Linked DNA regions of Mus musculus: region 2 is linked to region 1. The links are chromatin contacts, called in public HiChIP or PLAC-seq maps. All regions are on one chromosome and are shown on one strand. The core of a region is the stretch at or near the end of the contact, and the rest is flanking DNA. Distances in the headings are between cores, read along the strand shown. Region 1 holds the start of Ankrd44 (ankyrin repeat domain 44). Region 2 has its middle 34 kb from the start of Ankrd44.

Evidence for each region. HiChIP or PLAC-seq counts read pairs in DNA pulled down with a chosen protein or histone mark.
Region 2: an H3K27ac HiChIP or PLAC-seq map of large pre-B cells shows a contact between it and region 1, with 2.8 times the contacts expected there. The contact joins the enhancer-like site here to the promoter of Ankrd44 in region 1. A contact is called at or near these places in 10 of 39 promoter capture datasets (the 3T3-L1 cell line, cranial neural crest, embryonic stem cells and 6 more), 43 of 484 Hi-C or Micro-C datasets (the AML12 cell line, B cells, the BV-2 cell line and 31 more), 8 of 115 datasets of contacts at active chromatin or transcription factors (CD8 T cells, the NIH/3T3 cell line, the SCID.adh cell line and 4 more) and 2 of 9 other capture datasets (adipose tissue and pancreatic islet).

The regions. Positions count from the first base shown.
Region 1 is chr1:54,924,560-54,928,591 of GRCm38.p6, forward strand. Ankrd44 (ankyrin repeat domain 44) reads right to left here and starts at 1,828. Exons shown (of 28, transcript NM_001081433.3): 1 at 1,581-1,828. The coding sequence starts at 1,607.
Region 2 is chr1:54,958,522-54,962,553 of GRCm38.p6, forward strand. No RefSeq gene overlaps it. Among named protein-coding and RNA genes, the nearest start is that of Ankrd44, 34 kb to the left of the region's middle. Within about 2 kb of position 2,215, at least 21 of the 459 cell types and tissues checked have an H3K27ac peak or open chromatin away from gene starts, as enhancers often do. A contact at or near this core is called in the NIH/3T3 cell line, where this site is marked.

The DNA.
Region 1 (4,032 bases), core at 578-3,077:
ATATCTCAGGGCCTCCAGAGCAGCCTGGGAGGTGGACACCGCCAGCAGACAGCTGAGGCTCCTGAGGAAGACTCTTGCTTTTCCCAGTCAGCTGTTTTACTTAGAAAATAAGGAACTCGGGATAAATGATTAGCATCTTTCTAAGTAAAATTCTACACCGAATGCTTTCCTATGTCTAACATACCAATGCCTACTAGCACCGTGTTGTTCTACTCGACTCTGCAGACTTAGGAATTAACAAAGTAGGGGAATGTGTACCATCATCGTTGACAGGACTCTGGACACAATACAGCATAAGACTTAAAATAAGCAGATGTCTAACAGTTGGCAAAAATTGGAAACAAAGGGTAGAGAAAATCCTAATATCAATTTACAAGCACTTTAAATGCTCAGTAGCCAACGAGGAGGGACAGGTTCACACAATTAACAGCTGCTCTCCCTGCTAAATTTAACAGAGTTTTTAACTCAGTGACTTCTGAACCAAGGCGGGGAGGGGAAGAAAGCGGGGCTGTAAATACTTAAGGAAAGCAAGCTGAAGTAAATTTAATCTAAAGGGGCAAAACAAACCATTGTGGCTCACTACCGCAAAGGTTGCATTTAAGTTGCAGAATATTCTGGCTGAATTCTAACTAGCAAGACGCCAGATGCAACCTATTAAGAAGTTGGAGGTGCTTAATAGAGGGGACTGGCCTGTTTGACACCATGTATCAAAGTCAAGATCGCCTCTTCGCTTACCAGGCCCCCAAAACAATGTTCATTTCAGTGTAGATGCATAAACCGGGACGTTTCCCCCCTTTTCATGTAAAGAATTGTGAGGTTTTGTTTTGTTTTGTTTTGTGTTTCAGGCAATTTAGTTGGACTTCCCGTGTGTGTCAATGTCCAGACCTGTAGCAAAGACTGTCAATCGGATTCAATAAATAATTTCATGGCTTCAAGCTGAACTCTGGGGCTGCCGGGTGTGATGTCTCCGTCAAAAAAGCAACAAAGCTGAGGGGCACCAGCGCCTGCGAGCTCAGCCTGGGACCTGACTCCATCTCCTATTCGGAGACCTGGGCCGAGAGCTCGCGTCTCTCTGCACCCTCAATCCCACATCCCACACCCAGCCCCTGGGCAACTAAAGAGGAAGTCGGGGTGTCCTATCCAACCGATGAAGATAGCCTATTGCACGGGAGCGGGGATCCCGGCCAGTCTCTTGCCTGACGCGGGAGAGGTCTGGGGAAGCGGGGCTGCGAGGCTGAGATCCTCTCTCCCGCCGTCCACCTTCCTCCTCCTGAGCCCACGGGCAGCCTTCCCCCGAGCACCCCCAGGCTGACTGCTCCTGAGTGCACGACGCAGTCCGAGGCTCCCCTCTCCCGGTGCGGCTGCGACCCGCGTTCCCCGCGTCCGGCGGCCACTCCCGCATCTCGCCGACCCTCTCCGGCCGCGAACGCGCACTTGCGACGGCCCAGGGCGGAGACTGCGCGGGAGCCGAGCCCCGCGGCAGGCCGTGCACGCTCAAAGGCTGCGCGTAAACAGCCCGGGGCGCGCTCCGCTCGCTCGGCGCCCGCCGCGCCCCCTTCTCCGCTCCCCGCCGCCCCTACCTGCTCGCAGAGTTTGAGCACTGCCATTCTTCCTTTCCCGCGCGCGCGCACATACAGCTCTCCGCTCCGCAGATGTCAACGCCGGGAGCCCGGGGACGCGGAAGGGACGGCCCGGGAAAGCTCCAGGAGCTGGGCTCGCGAAGGTGACAGCCCCGCCACTGCTCGGCCGCCGCCGCCTGCCTCTCAGAGCCCAGCCCCGGCTCGCGGGAGTCGCAGCCCGGCCCGCCCGCCTTTATACAGGAAGTGCCGGCCGCTGCCAGCCGGGCCGCCACTGACATCACCGCGCGCTGCCTCGCGCCGCCCGGGCCGACGCTGCCTCCTGCCGCCCGCGGCGGCTCCTCGCAGCCCTCGGCCCCGGCGCCCTCCCACACCTGCACCCCGCTCCGCCAGGAGCCAGCCGAAAGGGGAGGGGGCCTGACGCTGACCCTCCCCAGCAATCCCACCCACGCGCACGCCACCGATGGGCAATCCCTCGCCGACACACCCCAGGGGTCCAGAAAGCTTGCTACTCACAGGCCACCAACTTTCACCCTGCAGACTGTGTCACACCCCCTTTCCCTAAACCTCTTCCCTAATCAGATTGCTCCGGCGCTCCGAATTTCTGCCACCTAGGCGCTGGGCTGACAGTCTCTTTGTTTAATATAAGGAGGCCATGGATGCGTTGTTGAGTCCAGGGTTTCTCTAAACATATAGCGGTGGGAACGGGAGCTGTGACCCTCCGGTCACCTCCTAGTTAAACCACACACTACCCTAACTTGGTAGCCTAGGCTTGGGACTGAAGGTGAAACTGAGTAGGAAAAAAAGAGTCCTACTAAATTACTGCATTAAATAAGTCCTAGCTGATTTATTCCTACAAGAGTAAGTTGCATGCTGCCCACTTTCCACCCTACACACACAGAAGACAGCTGTCCGACAGATTAGGCTTCTAATACAGAGGTAGCAATCCGTAGTAAGTGTTGGTATTTCTGCGATCTGGAAAAGCACTTATAAATTCCGGCAGTGACTGGGCATGGAGAGAAATGGAGCATAAGCAGGTAAGATATTCTGCTGGCTAGTTTTTACCTCTACTTGACACGGGCTACAGTCATTTGAGAAGAGGGAGCCTCAGGTTTGTTTGTTTGTTTGTTTGTTTGTTTGTTTGTTTTTTAAAAAGGCTCCCACCAGATTGACCCGTGAGCAAGCTGGTAGGGGCATTAAGAAAATTAATTAAGAAAAACTGATGATTAATGTGGTCGGGGTCAGCTCTCTGTGAGTTGTGTCACCCTGGGTAGGGGTAATCTTGGGTGTATAATAAAGCAGACTGAGCAAGCCATGAGCACCAAGCCAGTAAGCAGCACTTCTTCCTGGCATGTGCTTCAGTTCCTGCTTCCAGGTTCCTGCCTTGCGTTACTGCCCTGTCTTCCTTCAGTGATGAACTGTGATGTGGAAGCGGAAGTACAAACAAATTCTTTCTTCCTCAAGTTGTTTTTGGTCACTTTTCCTTTTTTTGTCACACTAGAGCCCGTAAGTAAGACAGGTGCCTACTCTCAAAGGGCACTCATATAAACCAGATAGGCATTGCAGATTAATATAATTCCAAACCGAAATAAAGGATCATAAGGAGAAGTATTTAGGAAGCAAAAGACCAGACTAAGCTGGGCGTGGTGGCGCATGCCTTTAATCCCAGCACTCGGGAGACAGAGGCAGGCAGATTTCTGAGCTCGAGGCCAGCCTGGTCTACAAAGTGAGTTCCAGGACAGCCAGGGCTACACAGAGAAACCCTGTCTCAAAAAAACAAAACAAAACAAAACAAACAACAACAAAAAAAAAAGACCAGACTAGACCAGTGGCTAAGGGCAGGCTTCCTGAAAGAGGGGAAAGCTGAGACCTAGAGAAGAAAGTTAAGCAGGGAAGTGAGAGATAGCCCACACCCAAGAAGCCACTGGTACCCCTAGCAGGACCTTCGGGACTGTTGAACAACAAATCAGAACTACAAAGGGCCTGGTTAAGATCAAATGCCTGCCCCACACCTGCCTCTATAGTTCACTCACAAACCAGCTGTAGGTTTCTTCTTCCCCATTGTCAGTGCCTCAACGAAGATCTCATAGGAGAAGGGAGCTCCAGCAGTCAGGTAGCATCCTGGCCTTTATCCTCAACCCACTCTGGCTGGTGAAGCAGCTAAATCCCAAAGCTACTCCTACCTATCCTAGACACTGTGATTCTACTCCTGCAGTAAAGGGGGCCCAAGGAAGCACCATCCAGGGTCTCTGCGGCCACCAGTGAGAAGCAGACACACATACTCCAAAGTTGCTGCTCCTAAGACCCTTCTCGGTGGCTTGCTGCTTGTGTGAAGCACCTCTTCATGCTGCCTTTCATCAACTTACTAGTATCTTACATAGATTTGTAAGCAAATGGACAGGGAATTCCCTGGCTAGATATAAGCATATTTATAAAGAGAGATAAAAAATTATGT
Region 2 (4,032 bases), core at 965-3,464, 34 kb after region 1:
TGGTATAGCATTGGAAATGTAAATGAGCTAAATACCTAATAAAAAATGGAAAAGAAAAAAAAAAAGAATTTGAGGCATGGAGCCATCGAGATGGCTCAACAATTAAAAGCATGTAATACTCTTGCAAAGAACTCAAATTCAGTTCCCAACACACCTTCCAGTCATAACTTCACATTCAGTTCTGGTGGAACTAACGCCCTCTTCTGGCCCATTAGGGCACTGCATGTACATGTACAAACGCAGAAACAAACCATTTTTAATTTTAATTTTAAAGATTTTGGGGCAAATGTTAATCAGATATGTAGCCTCACCCTTGAAATTTCAGCACTTAGGAGCTGAGGCAGAAGAACTGCCATGAGTTGGAGGTCAGGAAAGGCTCCAGAGTAAGGCCCTGTCTTAAAAATGCTAATGAAAAGAATTGTATACACTATAGTAGTCTAAATGTTGTGTTCATAGTACCAAGCATTTTAGTCTGTGACAGTTTTGATACAAGTCGTACACATATTCGACGAAAGAAAAGTCTTTGGATAATACAAACAAGTGATAATTACTGTAGAGTCAGGCTACTTGGGCTGTAAGCACAGCATGTGTGTGATTTTCATGCCCCAGCTCCATGATATTATTTGAGCAGATTCTCTCTGCCCATACATCCAACCAACAGAAGACTTTTCTAGGAGGCAGCTCAATCTTAACAATTTGCTTATGCCTCACCCACGGCAAGTGCTAGCCGTGCCTCTGTACCGCATAAATCCCTCTGCCCAGCTGGGCGCTGTGGCACAAGCCTTTAATCCCAACACTCCTCAGGAGGCAGAGGCAGGTGGATCTCTGAGTTCAAGGCCATCCTGGTCTACAGCCAGGCCTACACAGAAAAAACCTGTCTTGGGAAAACAAAACAACACAACCAAAAGCCTATTCCAAGCTAGAGAGATGGGTCCGTGGTTAAGAGCACTGACTGCTCACCCCCAGGCTCTTGTTCATCGGGTCCCAGTCTTTCATGGGCTCCATTTCTCCCCAAAGAAGATAATGGGGCGATTGAGGGCATTATCAGGAAGCACAGAGCACAGAATGAAAGCTCCAAACGTCTCATCTGCCTCAGCCCAGAAAGCTTGGAAAGATGTGCGTTTCCACACAGCATTCTGCTGTGTAGAAATGAGACCACCTTAGAACTGACCCACTTACAGCCAACCATTGGGCTGAGCCGGGGACCCCAACGGAAGAGCTAGGGGAAGGGTTGAAGGAGCTGAGGGGGATTGCAACCCCGCAGGAAGAACGGTATCAACTAACTGGACCACCCAGCCCTCCCAGGGACCAAACCACCAACCAAAGAGTATACATGGAGGGACCCATGGCTCCAGATACATAGGTAGCAGAGGATGGCCTTATCTGACATCAGTGGAAGGGGAGACCCTTTGTCCTGTGGAGTCTTGATGCCCCAGCATGGGGGGGGGGGGGATGCTAGCATGGTGAGGTGGGTGTGGGTGAGTGGGTGGCGCACCCTCAAAGAGGCAAAGGGGAGGGGGGAGGGGGATGGGATGAGGGCTTTGTGGAGGGGTAACTGGGAAGAGGGGAATATCATTTGAAATGTAAATGAATAAAATGATTAATTAAAAAATAAAGAATTGACCCATATGAGGAAATCTTTAACTGAGAGATGGAATTTGTTGAGCTGCCCTGCCTCTGCCCCGACTCTACTCAGGGATGTTGTGCAGACTCCCTAAGTCACGTACTACCCAGGCACAAGGCCTTAGAGCCAAATTCCGGAGGTCCCAACGGGCCAGGTTTGGCCTCTCTAGTTGATGCAGGGGCATGTCAGGCGAAGCTAAAAGAAGAACACTTGGATGGGGAGAGGCCGAGGGCATCAGCTAGATCCCAATTAGTGAGGAAGCATCCTACTTTTTAGAAACCCATTGTAGTCTCAATGGGATTATTCAGGCAACTATCAGCTTTGCTGTTCCATATAGGAAGAAGAGACGGGCAGCGTGGGAACAAAGAGCCAGGCGGCAGTGTCTGACATGAGTGGCTCTCTATCTCTCCAGGATAACTGTGAGTCATTTAAGTTCTCAGATCCTCAATGTTCCGTTTATATAATGGAAGCAAACTTACTCTGCAAGCGTCTTCGTGATACGTGACGTTGGGTGAGTTTGCACTTAGACATGGGGCCTGGCACGTAGAGAGCCCTCCAGAACCACATGTTCTGGGGGAGCTGTCTGCCCCTCGTGAAGGGAGCAGCCAGGCAGTTTGTCCAGCCACCAGGGCATGACTCACTGAGCCGAAGATATGGGCTTTAAGGTTTGACTGCTGATGACCATTAAAAGACAATCACAACAGGAGCATCTGGTTTCAATTGAGAGTCTACTCTTGATGTCCTTTGAATCAACTCAAGATTTCCCCCTACAAAACAATCCAAAGCTTTGTACTAAGTTTACCGTTCCTAAGGGGGGTGAAAATGCCCTTTATTTAAAACAAAACAAAACAAAACGCCATTGGCCACAGCACAGTTTGGAACAGTCTCTCCCTGAGCCCTTTCATTAAGCACACCTCCCAGGCACTCACCTCTATAGTACTTGAGATATTTGACCTCTCTGGCCCCTAGGACTTAACACACAGCAAAGCCTTGATGGGAAATACCAGCACAGTTTACAGCTAGTGGGGATCTGAGCCCTGTCTGTTTTTTAAAGATGCCTCCTAATGCTATAGTCATGTGCACTGGACCGCTTATAACAGACACTATCCCACCCTGCATCCCTACCCTTACTTGTCCTTTGTCTAAATATGCCTTTAGAAATTATTAGGAATAAAAAGGCTAGAATATGTAGTATACAGGCTTTTATTTTTGATTTTTGTTTTGTTTGTTTTTGGATTTTTCAGAACAGGAGTTCTCTGTGTAGCCCTGGCTGTCCTGGAACTTGTTCTGTAGACCAGGCTAGCCTCAAGCTCAGAGATCCACCTACCTCTGCCTCCTGAGTGGTGGGATCAACGGTCTTGCACAATCACTGCCTGACTCAGAGTTTATTTTTTTTAAACAAGAAATATATATTGCCTCTAGAAAGTTGTTTTAAACCAACTTATAATTCTAACCAGAGTACAAAGGAATCATCTATACTTAGTCTTCATCAATCTTCTGGGGAAAAGGTCAACTTATTGTTTTAATTTGCTTTTCTTTGGTTACTCATTAGCAAAGCATCTTTTCATTTTTTAATTGTCTGTATTTGTTTATTTATGTATTCACCGTGTGGATGGGTGCACGTATAACAGGCCACGCTTTGGAGGTCAGGGGGCACCTGTGGGAGTCAGTTCCCTCAATCAAGTGGCTCCTCAGGGTCAAACACAGGTTTCCAGGCTTGGCCGCAGGCACCTGCACTCACACCAAGTCATCTTGCTGACCCTTGTAAAATGTCTTTTTCTAAAAATATTTGTAGGTTTTTATGTACGTGTGTGAGGGCATGTGTGTCACAACACACAAGTGGAATTCAAAGAATGATTCAGACTTTGTTTCCGTGTCTGGTACTGTGTGTGGCATGGCCCAGCAGCTGCCGCTGGCTGGTCCTATCTTTGCCTCCTGTCTTAACCTAGGAGCGCTTGGATTTTCGACACACACCACCGAGTCTGAGGTTGCTTCTGGGAATACAAAGTCAGGGTCAGACTTATCTGCAAACTCTTACCTATGAGCCATCTCCCTGGCCCAAACATCCTTTTTAATCAACACATAAAATTGTTCCTATTTATGCCTGAGGAAAAGAAGGTCCAAAGCCAGGCCCAAAATGGGTCCAGCTCAAGAGGAGGTCCCAAGGCCTGACATTATTACTGAGTCTATGGAGACTCACAAAATAGAGGGAGTCTATCATGACTGTTCTCCAAAAGACCCAACAAGCGGTTGAAAAAGTCAGATGCAGATATTTGCACCCAACCAATGGACAGAAGCAGCTGACCCCTGTTGTGGAATTAGGGAAGGCTGAAAGGAGCTGAGGAGAAGGGCGATCCTATAGGAGGACCAGCAGTCAATTCATCTGGACCCCTGAGATCTCTCAAACA